Regions from separate parts of the Gossypium hirsutum genome. Here all the other regions are linked to region 3. The links are chromatin contacts, called in public Hi-C maps. All regions are on one chromosome and are shown on one strand. The core of a region is the stretch at or near the end of the contact, and the rest is flanking DNA. Distances in the headings are between cores, read along the strand shown.

Region 1 (3,228 bases), core at 679-3,178, 990 kb after region 3:
ATTTTTTGGTATTTAATTAAAGATTCATTGCATCTTGGCCAACATAATTCTCTCATCAGATATATTATTAAGTCATTAAAAACTCAAAAGACCAAAGGATTATACCCTGTTCTTGCGGCAGTACAGTTACTAAACCTATCAAAATGTTATTCACTAATAGATAAATAAATGCAGAAAACCCGAGAACCAGAACGATAATTGTTAGGCGAGAAAACCAAAATTGCATTCTATAAAATAAATAAAATGTGCTAAGAGCACTTACCTTAGAGAAGCAATGTCCCATATTTGAAAAATGCCAAAACGCCAACTGCAGCAATGTATCAGTACCCCTGAAAGTTGGGAAGACATCAAAGTCCAGACATTGCAGACTAAGTCCATGGTAAAGAATCAATTTTAACTATCAATTTATACACAATAATCAATCTTAAACAAGTTAAAAGTAAATCCTCACTACTTCCACACAGGCAATAAACTTCAAAAGGCATAATAGCTGTATTATTTCCTAATAAACAATACTTGGATAAAACCCTAAGGGTATATATTTACATTTCTGAACAAGTTACATCCATCCTGTTTTTCAAACCCAAAATTATGATATACAAAACCAAATCATGCTATTTGCTTTCTCAAATCCTTGCAAATAAAGCAAAAGAAAACCTCCAAAAATGAAATTCTCATTCGATTGAACAAATAGTCAAAATGCAACAAGAATTCCAACGACATTTAGACATAGCTTTTTCACTTGAATTATCAGAATTTTAACAAATACCAAGAAAGGAAACAGAAAAGTAAAAGAGTAATCTGAAAGTACTCTACAAATGGAAACAAAGACAAACGCAAGCTAGGAATGCAAGCTAAGAAGATTAATAGAACACCCGTCAATTACCAACTTAGAACAAAGCGACGGCTAATTTACCTGTAAAGATTAAGGCTTGATTTTCCGATTAGATTGGTGACAATAAAAAGAATCCAATACTAGATGCGAAAATTAAAGTAACCTTGCGGTTTAAGGAATCTAATGATGTAGAAATTAAATAAAGAATGAGTAAGCAGAAAATTTTGGGTAAGAAAAGCTTCTGAAAAATCAATGAAGGAAACAGAGTAGTAGATTGGAAGCCCAAAGTCTCAAACACAAACAGGAATGGAGTCAAGCAGGCTCAAGCTTCGAAGGACTGACCTGTTCTCTGACTGTTTGGATCCTTGCCTTTTGTATCTCAATTTACTCATATACCCCCATGTTTTTCGCTGTTGCCAACAGGTTGGTTGATCCAATATTTTGGATTTTTCTAATTTCTATTTTATATTTTATTTTTTAGAATAACTAAAAATTTTTAGATCAAAATATTCCACTAATTTCTAACATATTCATTTTTCCGACTAATCCTTTATTACAATTATGGCACGATTTAGTTATTTTTATTTATATATTTAGTAGTTTTTTTAATCAAAATTTACCTATTAAATACATTCATACAAGCAAATTTGGAAGGAAAAAAAGTAATGGGTCAATAATTGAAAAAAGTAAATTATTTTAGTACTTAAATGCAATTTCAAACTTTCGTAAGTAAAATAATTAATGTTATGGAACAAGAAATTTTCTGTGCTGAAATCAAGTTGTTCCATTCAAGTATGTATAATTTAAAATTAATTAAAGAAATTCTTAAGCTTGAAGCTAAATCAACAACCCTATTATGAGGTTGTGGTTAAAGAATTACGATTCGTTTTACCTAAAGTTTGGCAACTGTTTTCAGTTGCCCTAAGCGTTGGGTTGTCCATTTATGGATATAATTATTTGATATATGAACATGATGGTTTCTTACCTCAACTTTTGCATTTAAAGACCTAATCAGTCCCTGCACTTTTCAAAAAATTTAAAATTCAATCTTACACTTTTATTTTTAAAATTTTGACCCTGTTAAATGTTTTTTATTAAACATATGGTGTGAAATTTTGAAATAAAAAAAAAATTTACCTAACAACCATGTAACTAAAAAAGTAAAATTGTAATGAAATGAACTTGAATTTAATAAAAAATTTTAACAATTTTAATATAGGGACTAAATTCCAAATGTTGGAAGAGCACAAGGACTGATGGCATATTTTTAACTGTTAAAAATTTTATCGTCAAACCATAATCCTCCATTTATAAGCATGAAAGTTTTAGGAAATGCCTTTCATATAAGATGTCCACGTAATTCAAATCCAAATCAAAATATATGAAGGTTTTAACACATATATGGCATCGTACCAAAGCCAATACGTATTACACACTAACCACCATCATCCCATGGCATACTTCTGGGTCCAGCCACATGCTGTCGCTTCGTACTTTGCCCGATCAGTCTTATACATGTGTGCAATCTCCGGAACAAGTGGGTCATCAGGGTTTGGATCAGTCAACAACGAGCAGATCGAGAGCAGAACCTGGTTTTGCATTGGAGTTAAACTTTTTTTTTTTTTACCATGTTATCTTATTCTAAGACAAGCTCTAATGATATTTAAGACCAAAAATTACTTAAATTTCCAAGCAGCAGCAGAAGCCAATGCAAAGAAGGATAGTAACAATGACAATATAATGCCAATGATATTTGATCAAGGTTGGTCTTTCTCTTCTGATATTAATTATTCAATTCCCAGAAAGAAATTCTCTTCTGATATTAATTATTCAATTCCCAGAAAGAAAATTAAACTCGGGGAGTAACGGCAGTGATTGTTCGTATGTTGGAAACGCGTACAAACTCGTAAAATGCAAGTCTAACTTATAACCAATAGAAAGTAATTTTACCCAAGGATATTGAAATCAATTAAAAGTGACACCAGAGAAACTTTTGTGCAGCCATAGTCAGCCAAAAACCGAGATTCTGCATGTGTATGAAATACCATAAGGTTAGCAGGAGTAAGGTCAAACCTTGGAAATGGTTAGGGCTGGACTCCACTGTTCTTTTAGGATATCAAGACAAATGCTCCCATTGCTATTGATGTTTGGATGGAAAACCTTGGTCCTAAATGCAACCTAAACATGATGGCAGCATTATCCATGAAAAGAGTACGTACCACTCAAACAACATTCTACGCACACAGAAAAGGGATAATAAAACGATCCAGGTGAAGCAAACTACCTTAGGGGGCTTGAAAGGATAATCTGGAGGAAAATGAATACTAACTAAAAATACACCTCCCGCATAAGGGCTATCGGAAGGGCCCATGAGTGTTGCTTGCCAATGAAAC
Region 2 (2,955 bases), core at 64-2,563, 640 kb after region 3:
CCTTTCCCCATGCACACAGTAACAGCATTACCTATCCTTTTTTGGGCTTCGGAATCTATCCCCATGCTTTCCATAGACCCATTATGTGAATTAGGCATGATTTTAAAAATTCCCTTATCCCTAGAATCAGGGATATTCATTTCAATTTCCACTGACTGAGTAATCAAACCCCTATTATATTCATTCGTCCTTCCTTTTTCACCACCGCTCGTCTCACCCTCATTAATAAGGGAATCAAATCTGGAGCGCAATCTTTCTTTTCCAGCTATCTTGCTACCAGATTCTCGCAAATCTCTCAATCTCCGCCGGGATCTATGCTCCACCAGCATCCAAGGTCTGAACGCCGATTCGGTTTCCTTCCCAAGTTCATCATTATTTTTGCTTAACTCACCGTCAGCCACTGGTTCTTCTCCCTCATTACCGAATGTTTCTTTTGACAATGAGCACATCTCCCTCACATGTCCGTATTTTCCACAAGCAAAACAAACCGTTGGTAAGCCTTAGTACTCCACCCTTTGAATATCGCTATTAACACGAATCTAAGAGATAAGAGGTTTGTCCAGATTAATTAACACATCCATCCTGGCAAATCTCCCTCTGGTTCTATTATCAGTCTTGAAATCAAACTTTGCAACCTTACCCATTGTGCTACCAATCACCTCAAGAATCTTCCTCTTATACATAAATCCAGGTAATCCAGGTAGCCTAATCCAAGCCATGACGACACTTGGGTAAGGTTGGAAAGGGGAAAAGTCTTTTGTCCATGGTTGAACTGTCAAATATTGCCCAAAAATTATCCATAGTCCTTGGGTTAGAACCTTTTCATAATCGTTGTTATTCTGAAATTTAGCCAAATAATATCCATTTTCAATATCCATTAATTGAAAAGGTTGTATAGGCTTCCAAAGATTACTAACTCGATTAAACAGAACACCATAGCTAATATTTCGGCCTAATAACTTCAAAACTACTGTCATCTCCATCTCTTTATATAATAATTGTTTGACACGATCAGAAAAGTCAATTGCCGGGAGTCCATTAACGGTGGATCTGATAACATCATCTTCTAACAGAATGAAATCTCCATCACTACCCTCATCAAAACCTGCAATTCCCTGGTCAGCCCCAATAAAACCAGACCCTAATAGTTTGTCCTTCCAAGACACTATCATGCTCGAAGATGGAATAGAGTCCACAGCCATATCAACAGCGACCCTGTCAGATCCATCTTTAAACCTTACTTTCTTGGTATTGCGATCTTCAGACACTCGCGAGTCACCGTCACCTTCGACCACTTTTGGAGAATTCTCCATCGCTGATAACATTGTCTTTTAATTCAATAAAATTGTGTACTGTTACTGTCAAGCACCCTTTGAAGTGCTTTTTTGGCACCTAATTAAAACGGGAAATTTACATATAAGGTCTTTGGAGTTTTTAGATCATTACATTTTAGTCTGGTGACACCAATATGTCAGCGGCACAATTAGAACAATATAGCAAATGCCTTTTTTTGTTACATTTTTCATAATTAATTAATTATTTTTTATATTATTTTGAGTAAAAAACCCTTAAATAACATTAGGTTGTAACTTAGTAAGCAAATGCCTCTAAAATAGTAATAGAATTAACAATAAAATAAAAGTTATACAATATTCAAATAAGAACAACAAAATAGTAGCAAAATAGTAACGAAACAACAACAAAATAGTTAATTTGGCCTGAGCCAAAAAATCTTATCCGATGCCTAATCTATATAGAAAACAGGTCTTATTTTTTGTTCAAATCTATTTTTAGACCGATATTATTGTCCAAATCCTTCTACTTTTCAAACGGATTTTCAAACCTAAACAAGTAAATTGTAATAATACGAGAATAAAATTAGTTTTATATATTATATGGATAATTATTTATTAATTTCAGTTGTGGCTATGCGTAAACTGAAAAGGAATGTAAAAGTGTCCCACCTTTGTATTGTTAGGTCAATTAAGACGGCTAAAACCACTCAAATGTGTATCTGAATTTGCTTTGTTGATTTTTTTTTAGATTGAATGCGATGTATGAAATTTGATTTTATGTAAATCATTCTATATGATATATTTAAATAATAATAAAAAGGTCAGTGGTGTCAAGAAAATTAAAATTATTTTTAACTTTTCATTTTCATAAATTAAAAAAAAATGAAAATTTCATTTTCTAAATTTTCCATATATTTTTATTTTCAAATTTAAATTTTTTTTAAAAAATTTCAAACAAGCCCGGTTGAAGAGAAAATGAAACTGACTTCTCTTTTTTAAGACCAAACAGAGGCTAGTTTTCTCTTCACTCATTGTTTAGTAAAGTTTTATTTTATTTTTTTAAAAATAATCTTTAGGTCCGGATTATATATATATATATTAGACATAATGTCTAAAATTAATTATAACATCTCTCTAACTCATAATTAAGAGTATAATACATTTCAACATACTTAAATTATGTCTTACGATAATTGAGCTGAAACTCAACTTATAAATAATATTTTATTTTGAAATTAAACAAAAATCTAAAAATATAATGTGTAACTTATATATTTCCCTCTTTTGTCAGAATTTGTTTTTCTTAGGCTGATAATCAAACAAAGATGATAATATAAAAATACTGGTGTAAAGAGGGGACCAGAGTTTTAATGGGTTTTGTCATTATCTTATTTTGGAATCAGTTTATATCACAAATTGTTGTAAAATAACATAGGCTTTACATTTTGAGTTGTCATCCACTCGTATGAGTTAACTCAGATTCGATAAATAATTCAATCTGCACAATTCTTTCAAATATATAATTACAAATTTAAATATGCAACGATATGAGTGGATGTGGGAATTTACTTTTTTTTTCTTTTTTTAATAATTTATTTTTAAATTTCAAATTGAATCATTTTTTATTTAAATTCCTTTTATAAACTTTATCACACTGAGG
Region 3 (3,405 bases), core at 756-3,255:
TGGATTATTTCAACTAATTATTACTCAAATTTTAATATTATTTGAATTACATATTTTATCACTTCAAACTTTAGATGGCAGTTTGACTTCAGTGTCAAACTTATTTAAAATATGCATATATGCATTAAATTGTAATTTTATTTCAACTTATCTCTCTCACTTAATTCTTTTTAAAAATTTACCTTAAATAATTAATGTATTTTTTAAAATTACTCATCAAATTATTACCTGCACTAGGCACTGGGCATGGTTGGCCCCCATTTGAAATTGTAAAACCCATTAGAGAGCCGTATCGACCATATAGGCCGCTAGATGTGCATAAAGTTGATGTAAAAATGAAAACTCTAGATTAACATACCTTTACATTAATTATAGTTTAAATATAGACGAAGTCAAAAGATTTTATTAGAGGTTAAATATATTTTTATGATAGTAAAAATATAATTTCATTATTTTAGTAGCTCGTATTTTTATAATTTTTAAAAAATTAAATTAAATTTTTATTATTTTTGAAAGTCAAGATATAATTTTATTATTGTCAATTTAAAATTTTATAAATTATAAAGAGACCTAAAATAAAATAAAAAAATCATTTTAGGGTGAATCGGGATCTCTGCCAGTCGCCGGCTTCACCACTGTGCATAAGGATATTTATTTATTTATTTATTATGTTTTAATATGAGTTAGTAATAAATTAATTTCAATAGATTATTTTTGGTAACTCTCATGATTTGTTTTAAAAAATGAGAAGAAAATATTTTAAAAATCTTATTTTTTATTAATGTTTTTATTTATCTTTCTAATTTCAAGTTTAAATTTATATAAATTATTTTTTATTTAATGTCTAATTATATAATACATATTATGACACAGTTTTAATCATTTCTCTAATGCCAAAAGGAGACAAAATTTCACATCTTTTTATGATAATATTAGTTAGAATCTTGAAATTAATATTATAAATAGGGTAATTACAAATCTTGGCATACGAAATAAAAGATAGATAACTATGATTTTAAGTCAGATTTGATAAACCCCATCACTTTCATCTAAATTTTAGAGATTTGAAGTCTGTTTATTTCTTGACAAGTTGTTCAAAGGTTTGCTCAACAAATCAATTTATATCACAATTTTTTTTTTAAACAGTTAGCTGTTAAACAAGCATCTCTGGGGAGCACTTTTTGTTGATTAAACCGCTGAAGAAGGAAGGAAAAATTTAGAAAGCTTTGATCTGTTTTTCTATAGAAACCATGTTATATAACCTTTAAGTTTTCTAGAGTATTTGTATTTGTTCGTATACAAATATTCAAATATAAGTATAATGTAATATTATTTAAATAAATTAAAATTTTTTAAAACAATTGCATATACTTATCGAACTAATCTTTCAGCATTAACATATACAACCTAAGAGAACCAGGCTGCTTTATTCAAAACCTATCCATTGTCATTGATATAATTCAGTCAATGTGCTAGCCTTCACCAAGAAGCATAGAGCAAATATATAGTCTATAAGTTATATTAGACGTCTCCCAATGCTAGTCTTTATCTAGCCTAAGTTTACTGGCACCTTAATTGAAAGCTTCAACTTAATGGAAAAAGGGGAAATGAATGCAACAAAAATATAATATTCAAGTCTCATATTTACTCCATTTCTGATTCTCTTGGACACAAGACATATTTATATGGATATCAGACTTAAGTCTCTGAGGCAAACTGATAATATTAAAGAAAAAATCTGCAAGAAGCATTGGTTCACGTTTCTTGCTTAAAAATCTTATCTACAATACATTTTCTTCATGTTCTTGTCAATTAAATTAGCTTAACTTTTCAAATGTTCCACCCATTTTGACGACTTCATCATGTTTCTATCTAAATTATTTTTGAAATTACATTTGTATTATTTATTGAAAAAGCTTTCAAAGGGGAGGCTATTGAAGCCTTGACGGATCAGGGTCAAGAAGATTTAATTACTATGGGCTCAGTATTGGTATTGGATCAGAATAAAGGGCTAGAAACACAAATAGTTGAGGGCAATGAAATGGACTTAAATGAGAAAGAAATGCAGATTCCAATCAATGAAGGGAACCCAAAGTTAAATCAAAATTCAACATTTTTATAAGAAATAGAGGAACCAAGGGATCGGGTTGCAGCATCTGAACTTGAAGAGGAACTTTTCCAAATAAGACAAAACAAAAGAAATAAGAAAGTGTTGAATGAGAGAATTAGATTTATGCAGAAGATTCAGGATACAGTGCTCACAACAAAAGAAAAGCTGAAGAGAGATAGGGGAATGAGAAAATTAAAGGGAAATGGGGATTCCAGGAACGACGAAAGCATAGCAAACCTATCGTTATCGGACTCAGACATCAGTAACAGAAGAAAAGTCATTGTTAAAGAAGCGAAGAAGACGTGGGAGGTGGGGAAAAAATTGGGGTTTAGTGTCCAAGGCGATGAGGAGATAGTAATCGAAGAGATAATGAGGATTGAAGGGCAGCAATAGGGAGCTATCAAAGACAGAGGGAGGAGGAATTCAGGATAATTGGTGAGTGGCTGGTTTACTGGATTTTACTTTATTTAATTAGTTCGATTGGAAATATGAGATTTGTCTCCTGGAATATCAAAGGGTTGGGGCCTGTAGCTAAAATAGAAGCTGTCAATAGATTAGTGAGAAAGACTATGGCAAATGTCTGCTTCCTTCAAGAAACTAAGTTAGAAATGGTGTCAATGGATTTAGTTAGAAAATTTTGGGGCGATGACTATTTTGAATTTAAATTTGCAGCTGCAATAGAAAGGTAAGGAGGATTGATAACAATATGGGATAAAGGTATGTTTACAACCAATATGGAGTTTAGTGGGAACAAATTTATTGTAATTGAAGGAAAGTAGGTGTGTGAAAGGATGAAGGCAGTATTGATTAATGTATATGCTCCTAACAATCTGTCAGATCAAAAAATTCTTTGGGAAGATCTATATGGGTTTAGAAGTAAATTTAGTAATGCATGGATAGTAGGTGGGGATTTTAACATGGTGAGAAATAGAAGTGAACGAATCATCTGTTCGGGCATAAAGAAGGGGTCAAAGGAGTTTGGTGACTTTATTGATAGATGTAAATTGGAAGATTTGCCGTTATTGGGGAAAAAGTTCACATGGATTGGTCCGGACAATAGACGTAGTAGACTTGATAGATTTTTACTAGAGGAAGAATGGTTGGTTCAATTGAAAGACTTACAACAGCAAGGACTAAACAGAACGATATCGGATCACATACTAGTTTTGTTGGTAAATGAAACAATCGACTGAGGACCAAGACCTTTCAAGTTAGTTAATGCATGGTTTAAAAAGCAAGATTGTAGGAGACTAATTGAGAATGAATGGTCGGGAATGGGTAGTTTAAAAGGGCAA

The links. Hi-C and Micro-C count contacts between places; a contact is called where the count stands out from the background.
Region 1: a contact with region 3 is called in a Hi-C map of leaf, with 2.3 times the contacts expected there. The contact joins the promoter of LOC107896846 here to the enhancer-like site in region 3.
Region 2: a Hi-C map of leaf shows a contact between it and region 3, with 3 times the contacts expected there. The contact joins the promoter of LOC107895577 here to the enhancer-like site in region 3. A contact is called at or near these places in 3 of 34 Hi-C or Micro-C datasets (all in leaf).

The regions. Positions count from the first base shown.
Region 1 is chrA10:88,466,404-88,469,631 of Gossypium_hirsutum_v2.1, reverse strand. LOC107896846 (thioredoxin H9) reads right to left here and starts at 1,928. Exons shown (of 5, transcript XM_016822141.2): 1 at 1,178-1,928; 2 at 263-329. The coding sequence starts at 1,227. It overlaps LOC107896847 (ubiquitin-conjugating enzyme E2-17 kDa), which reads right to left. Exons shown (of 5, transcript XM_016822142.2): 3 at 3,120-3,228; 4 at 2,909-3,013; 5 at 2,159-2,424. The coding sequence ends at 2,281.
Region 2 is chrA10:88,814,979-88,817,933 of Gossypium_hirsutum_v2.1, reverse strand. LOC107895577 reads right to left here and starts at 1,313. Exons shown (of 1, transcript XM_016820836.1): 1 at 540-1,313. The coding sequence starts at 1,313. The coding sequence ends at 540.
Region 3 is chrA10:89,452,566-89,455,970 of Gossypium_hirsutum_v2.1, reverse strand. No RefSeq gene overlaps it. Among protein-coding and RNA genes, the nearest start is that of LOC121208361, 4.7 kb to the left of the region's middle. Within about 2 kb of position 2,005, at least 5 of the 9 cell types and tissues checked have an H3K27ac peak or open chromatin away from gene starts, as enhancers often do. A contact at or near this core is called in leaf, where this site is marked.